Regions from separate parts of the Mus musculus genome. Here region 2 is linked to region 1. Evidence: chromatin contacts called from public Micro-C data. All regions are on one chromosome and are shown on one strand. The core of a region is the stretch at or near the end of the contact, and the rest is flanking DNA. Distances in the headings are between cores, read along the strand shown. Region 1 overlaps Gm17660 (predicted gene, 17660). Region 2 has its middle 26 kb from the start of Sparcl1.

Region 1 (5,779 bases), core at 998-3,497:
AAGTCGGGTGTTGGGAGTCTCAAGTCCATCAGCTGGGCGATGGTTATCACACTTTCCAAGGAAAAGAAATCCATGGTGTATGGTGGAAGCTCTTCCTTCCCACCAGCAGAGGGCAGCCGCGAGCGGAAGGTGCACCCGTGCAGAGAACACGGGAGATATTGGCTTAAAAAAAAAAAATGAACACTGGACACAAGGCCAATCCCTGGGCACTTAGTATAATCAATCAAGCAAAAATAATTACAGCTTCTAAAAGGAAAATAGCATATCCGACCCAGAGCTCTGTGAGGACAGCGGTCTAGAGGTATAAACCTATTCAGCGCACGCACACCGAACACCAAGAGGCTGAAGGGAATAAAGAACAGAAAACATCAAGGGAAACAGGCATGACTTGTCTCACTCCAAATCACCCTTTCGTTCCTTTTTTTTTTTTTCTAGATCCCGATTCCCTTTCCCTTCCCTTTTGATCCAAATCAGGTATGTGTACTTAAAACCTCCCTTAAGAAGATACTTAAATGACTAAAGCTGATAACCTTTGTTTGATTTAAAGAACTTAATGGACAATTCCCTCATATCTCTGAGCTGAAGTGGCTATGCTGTGTATTATACCATATCATCCAATGTTTAAATACTATTGGAACTGTGAGAGGAAACCATTGGCTCTTTCCTGACCAGTTTCCCCTAAGTATAACTCAGCGAGCATGTGTGAGTTATCATCACAGGTTGTCGTCACAAGATGTCCCCCGCTGTGCTGAGATTCCCACAAGGCACACTGTGGAGTGCACATTTCCAAAGGTGTGGGAGGGGTTGTAAACTATCAGTGAGAGGAATTAATGAAGGCTAGGGGGTCTTAAAACTATGTTTCCGGCCCATTGGACTTGCAAACTTTATATGCCCCAGTACAGGGGAACGCCAGGGCCAAAAAGGGGGAGTGGGTGGGTAGGGGGCTGGGGGGTGGGTGGGTATGGGGGACCTTTGGGATAGCATTGAAAATGTAAATGAGGAAAAGACCTAATTAAAACAAAACAAAACAAAAAAAAAAAAAAACTATGTTTCCATTTACCAGGCTAATTCAAAGTTGTAACTCTAAGTTGAACCGCTAAATTGTAACTCTTGGTTTGTTCTCTTTCTTTTATTCAAGGTTCTGACACCTAATCAGCTTCTGGAGGTAAATATATTCTGCTCTGTCCATCTATGGGGTCTTTAAGAATACAGCATCTAATAGCATATAACTGAGCCAGTTCATTCTGGAAACCACTGCACGGATTCAGTTCATCTTGACCCACAGGCAGGGCACCTGGTAAATCCAAAGGCCAAAACAAAGGCCAGTGTACGAGAAGAGTTCTTTCCATTCACTCAGTTCTAACGTGACAAGACAAGGTCATTATTACTGATGCGAGTTAAGTGAAAAAGCGAGGGGTCAGAAAACCTAGAGGAACAGAATAAAGTGCTTTAGGAAGAGAAGGTAGATTCCAATACTAAGGAATTGGCACAGCGTGTAATATGTGAAACCTTATCAAATCTAAACCCCAAAGGAGGTTTGCTTGTTTGTTTTTGAGACAAGCTCTCTATAGTCCTTGGTAGCCTAGAACTTAATATGTAGACCGGGCTGGTCTCAATTTCTAAGATATCTGTCTCTGCCTCTACCTCTCTGTCTCTCTGTCTCTCTGCCTCTCTGCCTCTCTCTCTGGGTCTTTCTCTCTGCCTCTCTCTCTGTGACTGATTACTGGTGATTATAACGTCACCAAGTGGGTCTTCCAGTTGGAGCCCAGCTGCAGGGGCACCCAGCATCCTGTGCTGGGAAACTAGATCTTCATGTTACCTGTAGACTTGATCCAGCTTCGTGGCTTTGCTCAGTTCGCCAGCATGGACAGCAATGACCTGCCTGACCTCTGAATGTGTGCTCGCTTCAGAGAATCTGACTCACTCAAGTTGCCAGGGGCCTTCTTAGAGGATCCCAACAATACTTAGGGAGCTAATCGCTCTTCTCTTCCCTCTCCATATCCCTCCCTCCTCCCCTCCTCACCCCTTTCTCACCCTCCCCCACACTCAGTACTCAGAATGTTGCTTATACATAAGAACGCAGAGGTTGGTTTCACTATTCCTAGTGTTCTGGGGCAGGCAGCTTTGTACATAACGGGGATAATGGATCACCATTAGTCCAATCCAATCTCTTGAAGAAGCTGCTGAGCTCTACAGGAAGCTGCAGAGCAACACATCTCCAGTGGAACAGCTGTGTAAGCAAATCAGCAAGACAAAGCCCCATTCATAGCTTTGCAGCAGGAAACCATTCAACAGGACATTCCCATCTCCAACCAGAGTGCCGCTTACTCAAAGTGGACGGGGGGGGGGGGGGGGGGGGGGGGGGGGGGGGGGGGGGGGGGTCTTCAGCTTTCTCACTTTCAAATGCAGTAAATGCAGTGAGAAGGTAGAGGAAAGTAGTTCCATAAATCAAAGGAATTTGAATTATCTTCAATCTTGTACACATCAAGTATGATTTCCAATGAAACATTCACGTACAAAACATTTCCGCTGACACATGTGCTAGGATGAATATAAATTGGAAGGCAAACCCACCGAGACTACTTACCCCTTTCTTCTTTTACAGTTAATCACTTCTATTTTGAACCAACTGCAGGTAAATCTTATTTTCATAAACAACAAAGTCACTAAGTGAACTCTGGTTAGTATTTAACTTTTTTTTTCCCCTTATTTTTCTAGGGCTTCCTTGGGGTAAGATTTTATTTCTGGTTCTATTGATAAAGGTGACATCCATTGTCAGGGAAGGGGGAGAATAACTCCTCTAAATCAACCCAATGCCTTAAGCCAATCACAGTGCATGGTGTTATGAATTCAGTTCCCAGACCTTTAAGATCAGAATCTCTGCATCTCTAACAGTAAGTATCTTTTCACAAGGCAGGTTTCACAAGGTTTAAGATTGTAGACATCAGCACAACCTTAGGTCGTGAACTCTCAGGTACTTACATTTACCTTGGGCTTGCTTCCGGCGACTGGACAACTCACAGCAGCAGACTGAGGAAAGCCTACTGTAAAATTACCAAACACAGCCATGGTCTGACCTCAAGGCAATGCCCAAACCCAATTTTAAGGGGGAAAAGTGTGTTTTCACCCACCAGCCTTCCTAGTAATAAGTTTCACTGCTCTGGAATATTACTCATACTTTTTATTTACCACTATGAAGACTCCCCTCTGTCAGGCCTCCACACACCATGTGGAAGAAACTACCTTCTATTTAATACAAGATCCTTAGGGCTTCAGTTTCTTGGCATTCACAGATCACCAAAGCACAAAGCCAGTCGCCCGATCACACCAGTATTTCAACATCAACAACAAAAGAATCCTAAGATGGGAGAGGCTGAGGGGAGGTGGGAGAGGAAATGAAAATGTCTCAGATCCTCACAGTAAATGAATGTACTGTCTACCTCAACAGAGATAAGCTTCACTACTACATCAGAAGGCTCGCACAGTGAGTACAATCTCCAAAAAACATCTTTCACCAATGAATATGTAAATTAGACATTTCAATTTTTTTTATCATTAAGAGTTTTGCTACCACAGATGGTGTCTCTGTTAGAAAATTAACACCACGATAAAAGCAATTCAGAAGACCAATATAACTACACAGGGTGTGCTTCTCTAAGGATGTCCTGAAACTATTTAAGTGGGCTGGGCAGTGGCTCAATGGGAAGACCACTCGCCCAATATGTGGAAGGCCCTGGGGTCCACCCATAGCGCCACAATATAATAAAATATAAATTTATTTAGCAAGACTCCAGAAATATCTTAGAGTATATATCATAGAAGTTCTGAATATTTAAAACTTATCATTTAAAACCTGAGTGGCCTTGAAAAATAAAAGAGGGATTTTTCAAGTTATGACATTAAGTAAAATGAGGATATATTTATGTTTGAAATTTTGTCAAAAATTCAAGAGTGCCTGCCTGTGTTAGACAAACACTCACTGTGGCCGTTATCCCTAGATTAAGGAATTATGAAACAAAGTGTCTTTGGCCTAAAATTCCGCAGTTTCAATAGCACAGGCCAATCAGATAGAGCCCTTACACTGTGTACATCATGGCTCATGAAGTCCAGCTTAGGTAACAGAATTTACATCACGGCACATAGTCCATATGAGAACCTCCTCAAAGAACAACTCACAGTGGTGTAGAATACAGCAGACAAGAGTAGGCTCTGGGACTGGGGAGGTGGAAACCAAATCTTAGCTCAGTCCCTTGGGGGAGAAGATCTTAAGCCACCATTCCAAAGCCAACTGCCTCACCTGTGAAATGCCTGAGGCTGGAGTGGCACTCAATAAAAGTGGCCTAGCTTTCCTAGTGATTCTAAAAAAACGCTTCTAAGAGGTGAAAACGTGATCGAGGACAGGAGGTTGGGGGACAGACCCTCAGCGACCAGACACTCCTGACAGGAAGGCCAGAAGCTAACAGTTTCAATGCTTCCTCTATTTCAGGTGGTGCAGGTGTCCAGGTTACCTGCTCTGTTCTCTGCAGCTTGGAACAACGGTCTTACCATCTTGTAGACTCTATAGAACGTCCTGTGAAACATCCAATACCACAGGCAAATCTACTATCTACAGCCATACAATCTTAATAAAATTCTCCCTAAAACACAATGTGTGGATTCCTGCTCGGTGTTATAGTGACCGCTCAGTTTCTGGAGAGTTTCTGAAAGCATTTCCGTCTCAGTGCTTGGAAACAGCATTCCCTCCAAACCAGGTTCACCCAGCCCCTGAGCTGCCAATCCTCACCAAGACCCCGTGAAATGCCCTAGTGCCAGGCATTTCTGGACTTTGAAAAATAACCTGTCAAAAAGAGTTCACTTTGAAATCAAGCATCTCACAGCTCCTCCAAAGACAGCGTCACACTTGCTCAGCTCAGCTCCGGTTTACCACAAACCGGTCCTAACAACACACACTCCTCCTGCTTTGTGTTACAGTCTAGCTACAGAGTGATCAGTAGTGCCAAACTCCAAGAAGACAGAAGCACCGTATCCTTTTCCCTACACCCGAGTCTTCGGAGGTCCCACCGCAATCCAGATGGAATAAAGCAAGCATGAGTGCCCAGTTCAAGCTGACTGGACTTGCCAAGGGACAGCCCTGCCCAGCATGTGACACCTGGCTCTCGGGGTAACTGTGAACACTGAGTTGACAGTAGTTCATGGCATTAGCCCCTTCCTTTCTCTTTCGAAGGGACCCCACCAATACATTCTCTGCTTCACCCAAGACTTATAATATTACCTACATATCTCTCAAACAACTCCAGGCCTTAGCCTTATCCTCCTATCAAAGAAACCTGAAACCACAAAGGCTCCCTGCTCACGCTGACTAGTTGTTCGCTGTGTCTATTCTTTGTCTTACAGTAGATACGATCGAATGAAATCTCTATAAATTACTAACTCATCTAGGCATAGTTTTAAGTCCTAGATATTGCAAAAATGAGAATATGAATTTCTATTCGTTTTGATCTCTGACTCCAAAAATAACTGAGACACAGTGACACTCTGCCTATCAATCAATCAATAATCAATCAGTGGGATAACTGAAATTCCATTGTAAAAATTGGTACCTCGGGCTAGGGACGGCTGAGCAGTTAAGAGCACTCACTGGCTGTTCTTCCAGGACAGGGGTTTGATTCCCAGCACAGGCTGGAGGCTCACATGCAAGGAGGCTCACAGGCAGGAGGCTCACATGCAGGAAGGCTCACAGGTGTCTGCAAATCTAGTTCCAGGGGATCCAGTGCCCTCC
Region 2 (5,779 bases), core at 998-3,497, 68 kb before region 1:
CTCCAGCGGCCGGGCAGTAGTGCGTATGCCTTTAATCTCAGCACTTGGGAGACAGAGACAGGTGGATTTCTGAGTTCAAGGCCACCCTGGTCTACAGAGTGAGTTCCAGGAAAGCCAGGGCTACACAGAGAAACCCTGTGTCGGGAAAAAAAAAGCTCCAGCAACTAACAGCATTGTGTATAGCTGCAAGCCACTCCTGCTCTGTGGCACAAAGAAGAGGAAGACGGGAAAGGCTCAGAAGTTCCAGCCTGAACTGGCTCCTGATGCAAGAGATCTGCCTGGGAAGGCGGTGTTCCTTCCTGAAAATGCCTTCACTACACTCAGGACGTCTGAAATCCTCTTCCTTTATTTTTGTGGCTGACAAAAATGGCATTTTTTATTGAACTGACTCAATCCCATATGTTACAGGCTAAGAGATCTCAAAGTGCAGTGACTAATAATTAAGGCAGAGCTTTATTTTAATCCTGAGCAGGAAGTCTGGAACGGCGGTGAGAGGTTGATGAGGTGCCCCTGCCATCCACATCATGCCCCTTTCATGACTGGGTCTTAAACATCGGCTCCAGCACCCTCCACCTCAACTGCATCGTAGGCAGTATACCCTAAGGGACAGAAGTGTGTATTTCACATTTCTTTTAAGGATGAGGATATAGCTCAAAAGGCGACTGCTGGTTATGAAGGCATAGCTTGCTGCAAGTGAACCTGAAAAATAATCTCCACAGGAGGGAAGAGTGTGCAGCCATGAACGGGAGGCTGATGAAGGAAAAGGAAGCAGGTGCCATGATCTTGGTGTTTTTGACACTCACACTGCCTAGCTGACATCAGGACGTGGCCATGGCTGCTATAAGGTAGCAACTGCAGTTGGGGGTGAGCATGATAGAACTTACTGAGTTATATTCATTAACATGGCTGTTATTTAAAAACAAACAAACAAACAGGAAACGCCAAGTGTCAAGAAGAATTGGAATTGTTGAACATCTTTCGTGTGAGTGTGAAAAGGTGCAGCCACTGTGGCAAACGTGATAGCCACTTGAAACGTTAAAGTTGAATCATTGTGTAGTGTCTCTACTCCATTTCCAGACAAATAACCAAAGTATTTGAAAATAAGTTCTCAAAATTTGTATGTAGTGGACTTGTTCACAACAGTTTAAATCTGGTAACAACCCAAGGATCCTTCAACAGATGAGTAGACAAGCAACACGTGGTCTATGCAGACAATGGAGTTATTAGCCTTAAAGAGAGGGAATCTGAGAAACACTGTGACATAGATAAACTTTAAGGACACTAAGCTATGAGATTAGCAACACAGGAAGATACACTCTGGTGCTTCTACACAGTGTGTATTGAGTAGCCAACACAACAGGGACTGGCATGTGGGAAGGCTGGGCCACTGCTTACTATGTGGATAAAGTCTACTTCATGAGCCCTGAACGAGGCTGTTGGGGGCTCAACACTATAATGTGTACACTTAAAACAATACTGGGGGATTAAGATGGCACATTTTATATTATGGATATTTTACCAAAATGAAAAGAAAAATAATGTTCTTCTGTTGCTCAGTTTCAGGCACCAAGTCTCTCCTGAGTTTTAAATCTAAACTTTTCTACTGGAGACTTGTAAGAACTCTACGTGGCAAGGCATTCACCTCTTTGGAAAATAAGAAGGATGAGATATGAGACCCTGCCTCAAAACAAAACAAAACAGCAACAACAATAAAACAGGGAAGTGAAGTGTCCGGCAAGGAAACAGTAGGGTCACACTTTTGGTGTATGTGGTCTTCCTGTACCTACTGAGCGGAGCATGTCATTACCTCCCTTCCCACTAGAGGCTTTCCATGTGGGTGAGCCTGCTTCATTCTCATAACAGCCTTGTGGTACATTCACAGACAGGAAATTGGATTTTTAAAATTCAATAACTTTGCTTAAGTCATACAGTCAGCCAGTAAGGGATAAAGAGCAGTTTTTAACCCAGGCAGTCTTAAGCCTTTCCCACAGCCTAAAACAGAGCCAAGGCCCAGACCTATATAGACAAAAAGTACTATAGACAGTGGAGAACAGCATAAACCAGCAAGATTCTGTTTCATCTTCTAACAATCTTTCTATTCTGCCTTCTAATTCAACAAGAGCACCCTGCAATATAAAATTAAAACAACTCAACCACCATGAACCATGGGATGAGGGTGGAGGGCTCTGGAGTGGGGAGAAGGCTGCAGAACTACATTTGTTCTGTCTGGTGAGTCATCTTTGTCCGCTGTCTGGTAAAAATGTTGTTTTGTCTCCATGTGGCCCTGAGAGGTATTTAAGATTGTACCTAGAGATATCCTGAGTCTGTCATCTTTGTCTGACTATAAAAATAAAACCAAATGCCATGCTGCAGGTACTGGCACATGGGGTGAGTATGCGGAGGTGGAAGGCATAAGAAATAAGGAGTAGCGGGAAGTTTCTTAGCCAAACTATCACAATACCTGCCTGTCTTCTTGCTATGTCTGTGATATGCACACATCCTCAATCACTTAGAAGGAGCTCCCGATGTCCAGGCATGTTCCCACACTCTGGACACTTGTCAGGGGGGCAAATCTTAGAAAAATATTATAAAGTGTATTCTGTACTGTCAACACCATCACTGTGTCCCTTCTGAACCAGCTTGGTGACATCCACAAGCTTTCCTCTTCATGGTTGTCGTCCCCGTGCCTCAGTCCCTGCTTAAGCTCAACCAGCTCATTTGCTTATTCTCAATGCTTAAGATGACCTAGGCAGTATATCAGGTTCTTAAGACATCAGAAAGGAAACAGACAACAATCCTCATCTTGAGAAGTTTACATTCTAGTGGGGTCAGGCAGAAGGTAAGCAATACAGTACAAATGATTACGTTGTCTAGTGTGTTTGAAGCTCGTTAGTACTATGTAGAGAGATGGGGTGGAGTTGGGCACAGAGTTTAGAATGAAGGAGCCGAGGAGAGAAGGAACATTCGTGTCTTGCAGCTTTAATAGTGCAATCAGAAGGAACGTCACTAAAAAAACAATATTGGGGAAAGACTAAAGGCTAACGTGCATGTGGCTGAGAGAAGAGGTGAAGCAGAGGGGGAGAGCTGTAGAAAGGCCTTAGATGAGGGGCTGTGAAGGGTTTGAGGATCCACGAGGAAGCAACATGTGCACAAGAGCAAATGAGTGGTGGCAATGTGGGGAATAGCTGAAGATGGGGTCAGCAAGACCCTGGACCAGTGTCTTGTAGGCCAGTAGAAAGGATGTGCGTGTGTCAGTGTGTGTGTGTCAGTGTTTGTCATTATGTGTGTGTCAGTGTGTGGGTGTGTGTCAATGTTTGTGTGTGTGTGCCAGTGTGTCAGTGTATGTGTCAGTTTGAATGTGCATCAGTGTGTGTGTGTGAGTGTGTGAGTGTATACATGTGTGTGAATGTGTGTCAGTGTGTGTGAGTATATCAGTGTGTGTGTGTGTCAGTGTGTGATATGTGTGTGGGTGTGTATCAATGTTTGTGTGTGTGAGTGTATGTGTGTATGTGTATGTGTGTATGTGTTAGTGTGGGGGGGAGAGTGTGTGTGTTTGTGTGTGTGTATGTGTGTATGTGTTAGTGTTGGGGGAGTGTGTGTGTGTGTGAGTGCCAGTGTATATGTGTGTCAGCATGTGTGTATGAGTATGTGAGTGTATGCATGTGTGTGAATGTGTGTCAGTGTGTATATGTGTGCCAGTGTGTGTCAGTGTATGTGTCAGTTTGTATGTGCATCAGAGTGTGTGTGTGAGTGTATGCATGTGTGTGAATGTGTGTCAGTGTGTGTGAGTATGTCAGTGTGTGTGTCAATTGTGTGTCAGTGTGTGTGAGAGTGTTTGTGTATTATGTTGGGGCAGGGCACACACACACACATACTGGAGAGGCACATACAGTTTAAACAATAACTTTGTAGGGAGGGCCAATGATATCTCAAGTGTTTTCATCACACAGAGTGTATCCCCCCTAAAATGACTTCCCCACAGCTGAAGAGTCTGCCCTAACATCTCACCTCCCCTTACCTACTAACCACCTGTACAGAAGGGCATATAACCGCACAACAAGATACAGCCAGGGTGAGATGGTGTTTGCCTTTACGCTAATAAGAAGAGCATCCAACTCTTTACGGTCATCAATTATATCTTCCATTTATGTAGCAGCCATATGTGCACATGCGCACATGCACTTACAAACATGAGCCCATACATGCATCATACCCTCACACGGACAAATACATAGGTAATTTTTTAATTGGTTAATTAAAAGTTAGCTGATAGAACATTGAATGTAATGAATTCCAGGGGCAAAAAAAAAAAAAAAAATCAGAAGATGAAACAGGGATTCTTTAAGAATAAGCCAAAAATGCTGAGAAACAAACCATAGAGAGAAGCTGGCACGCTCTAATAAAATGGCCAAGAACAGCCAGTGTGGCACAGTGGATTCCTGCAGCCTTACATTCTGAGACCCTCTATGAGCTACTGAAGTGCAGCTGACACACGTGTGCTATGTGTGTCATTTACAAGCAACAGCTCAGAAATCCAACTGTGCAGTTTGTAGACACAGTTCCAAGTAACAAACAGGGATGAGACTCTTCTGCCAGCTGAGTAGTGCTTCGGGGTCTCACATGGCTCTGTGGCCCTGTCTCTTCCCGTGAATCCTGGGACATCTATGACGGCTTCACCAAGGCAAGGAGCAAGCAAGCGAGCAAGGGGCTGGAGAGGAAAGTGCTGGCTTAGTCATGGGGCAAAGGTTCTCAGCCTAGGGCTGGGGTGGGGCTGTGTGAGGGGTACTCAAGCCGGAAAAACGGATAAACATCTCTACCCACATAGATGCTGCCAGATCTTCCTGGGAAAACCAGCCAAAAATTCTCCAGACTTTGATAAATACAGGTCACCCTCGTTGGGGCCCCACAGTCACGGATGGCCCTGCTGCGGCACAGCACACTGGCCTTAGTTCATTCACAATCTCAGAAGCAGCCAACTGGGGCTGGGAGCTGGCTCAGTGGTTAAGAGCACTTACTGCACAAGCAGGAAGATCCAAGTGATCACAGCACCCACATAACCAAGCAGCTATACCCCTGCATGCCTCTGACTCCAGCAAAGACAGAAAGACTGACGGGGGCCTCTGCCTGCCAGCCTAGCTGACAACAGCAATCTCCATGTTCAGCAAGACTCTCCCTCAGAGTAAACAGGCAGAGGGTGATGGGGGAAGACACTGGACACCTTTCTCTGGCCTCCCCATTTGTGTACAGGCATGTGCACCCACGTGTGTGTGTGTGTGTGTGTGTGTGTGTGTGTGTGTGTGTATACTACCCACATACACCACAGTTATACATTCATAGACACAAAAATAAATACATGACAAACAGGAAACAATAACTTTGTAGGGAGAGCCAATGATATCCAATTAATTTTTAAACACGAACTCTGTGGAGGGTGACATATCTGAGCTCATGAAACCACAACTAGACTGGCAACAAGATCTAGTGGACAAGGGAGACATAACAACAGAATCTGAGGAAATCCAAAAAAAAATCATCAGATCCTGCTACAAAAGCCTATACTCAACACAACTGGAAAACCTGGATGAAATGGACAATTTTCTAGACAGATAACAGGTACCAAAGATAAATCAGGATCAGATTAATGATCTAAACAGTCCTAAAGAAATACAAACAGTCATTAATAGTCTCTATACTGGATGGTTTTGTGTAAACTTGACACAAGCTGGAGTTATCACAGAGAAAGGAGCTTCAGTTGAGGAAATGCCTCCAGGCTGTAAGG

Evidence for each region. A called contact is a pair of places that touch in the nucleus more often than the background predicts.
Region 2: a contact with region 1 is called in a Micro-C map of trophoblast stem cells, with 2.4 times the contacts expected there. The contact joins two enhancer-like sites. A contact is called at or near these places in 1 of 15 datasets of contacts at CTCF or cohesin (the NIH/3T3 cell line), 2 of 484 Hi-C or Micro-C datasets (nephron progenitors and trophoblast stem cells), 1 of 115 datasets of contacts at active chromatin or transcription factors (embryonic stem cells) and 1 of 9 other capture datasets (pancreatic islet).

What each region holds. Positions count from the first base shown.
Region 1 is chr5:104,068,924-104,074,702 of GRCm38.p6, reverse strand. Gm17660 (predicted gene, 17660) reads left to right here. Exons shown (of 10, transcript NM_001163772.1): 5 at 436-474; 6 at 1,139-1,165; 7 at 2,606-2,635; 8 at 2,719-2,730; 9 at 3,449-3,484; 10 at 4,487-4,643. The coding sequence ends at 3,454. Among named protein-coding and RNA genes, the nearest start is that of Gm17660, 5.8 kb to the left of the region's middle. Within about 2 kb of position 2,247, at least 68 of the 459 cell types and tissues checked have an H3K27ac peak or open chromatin away from gene starts, as enhancers often do. A contact at or near this core is called in trophoblast stem cells, where this site is marked.
Region 2 is chr5:104,137,314-104,143,092 of GRCm38.p6, reverse strand. No RefSeq gene overlaps it. Among named protein-coding and RNA genes, the nearest start is that of Sparcl1, 26 kb to the right of the region's middle. Within about 2 kb of position 2,247, at least 13 of the 459 cell types and tissues checked have an H3K27ac peak or open chromatin away from gene starts, as enhancers often do. A contact at or near this core is called in trophoblast stem cells, where this site is marked.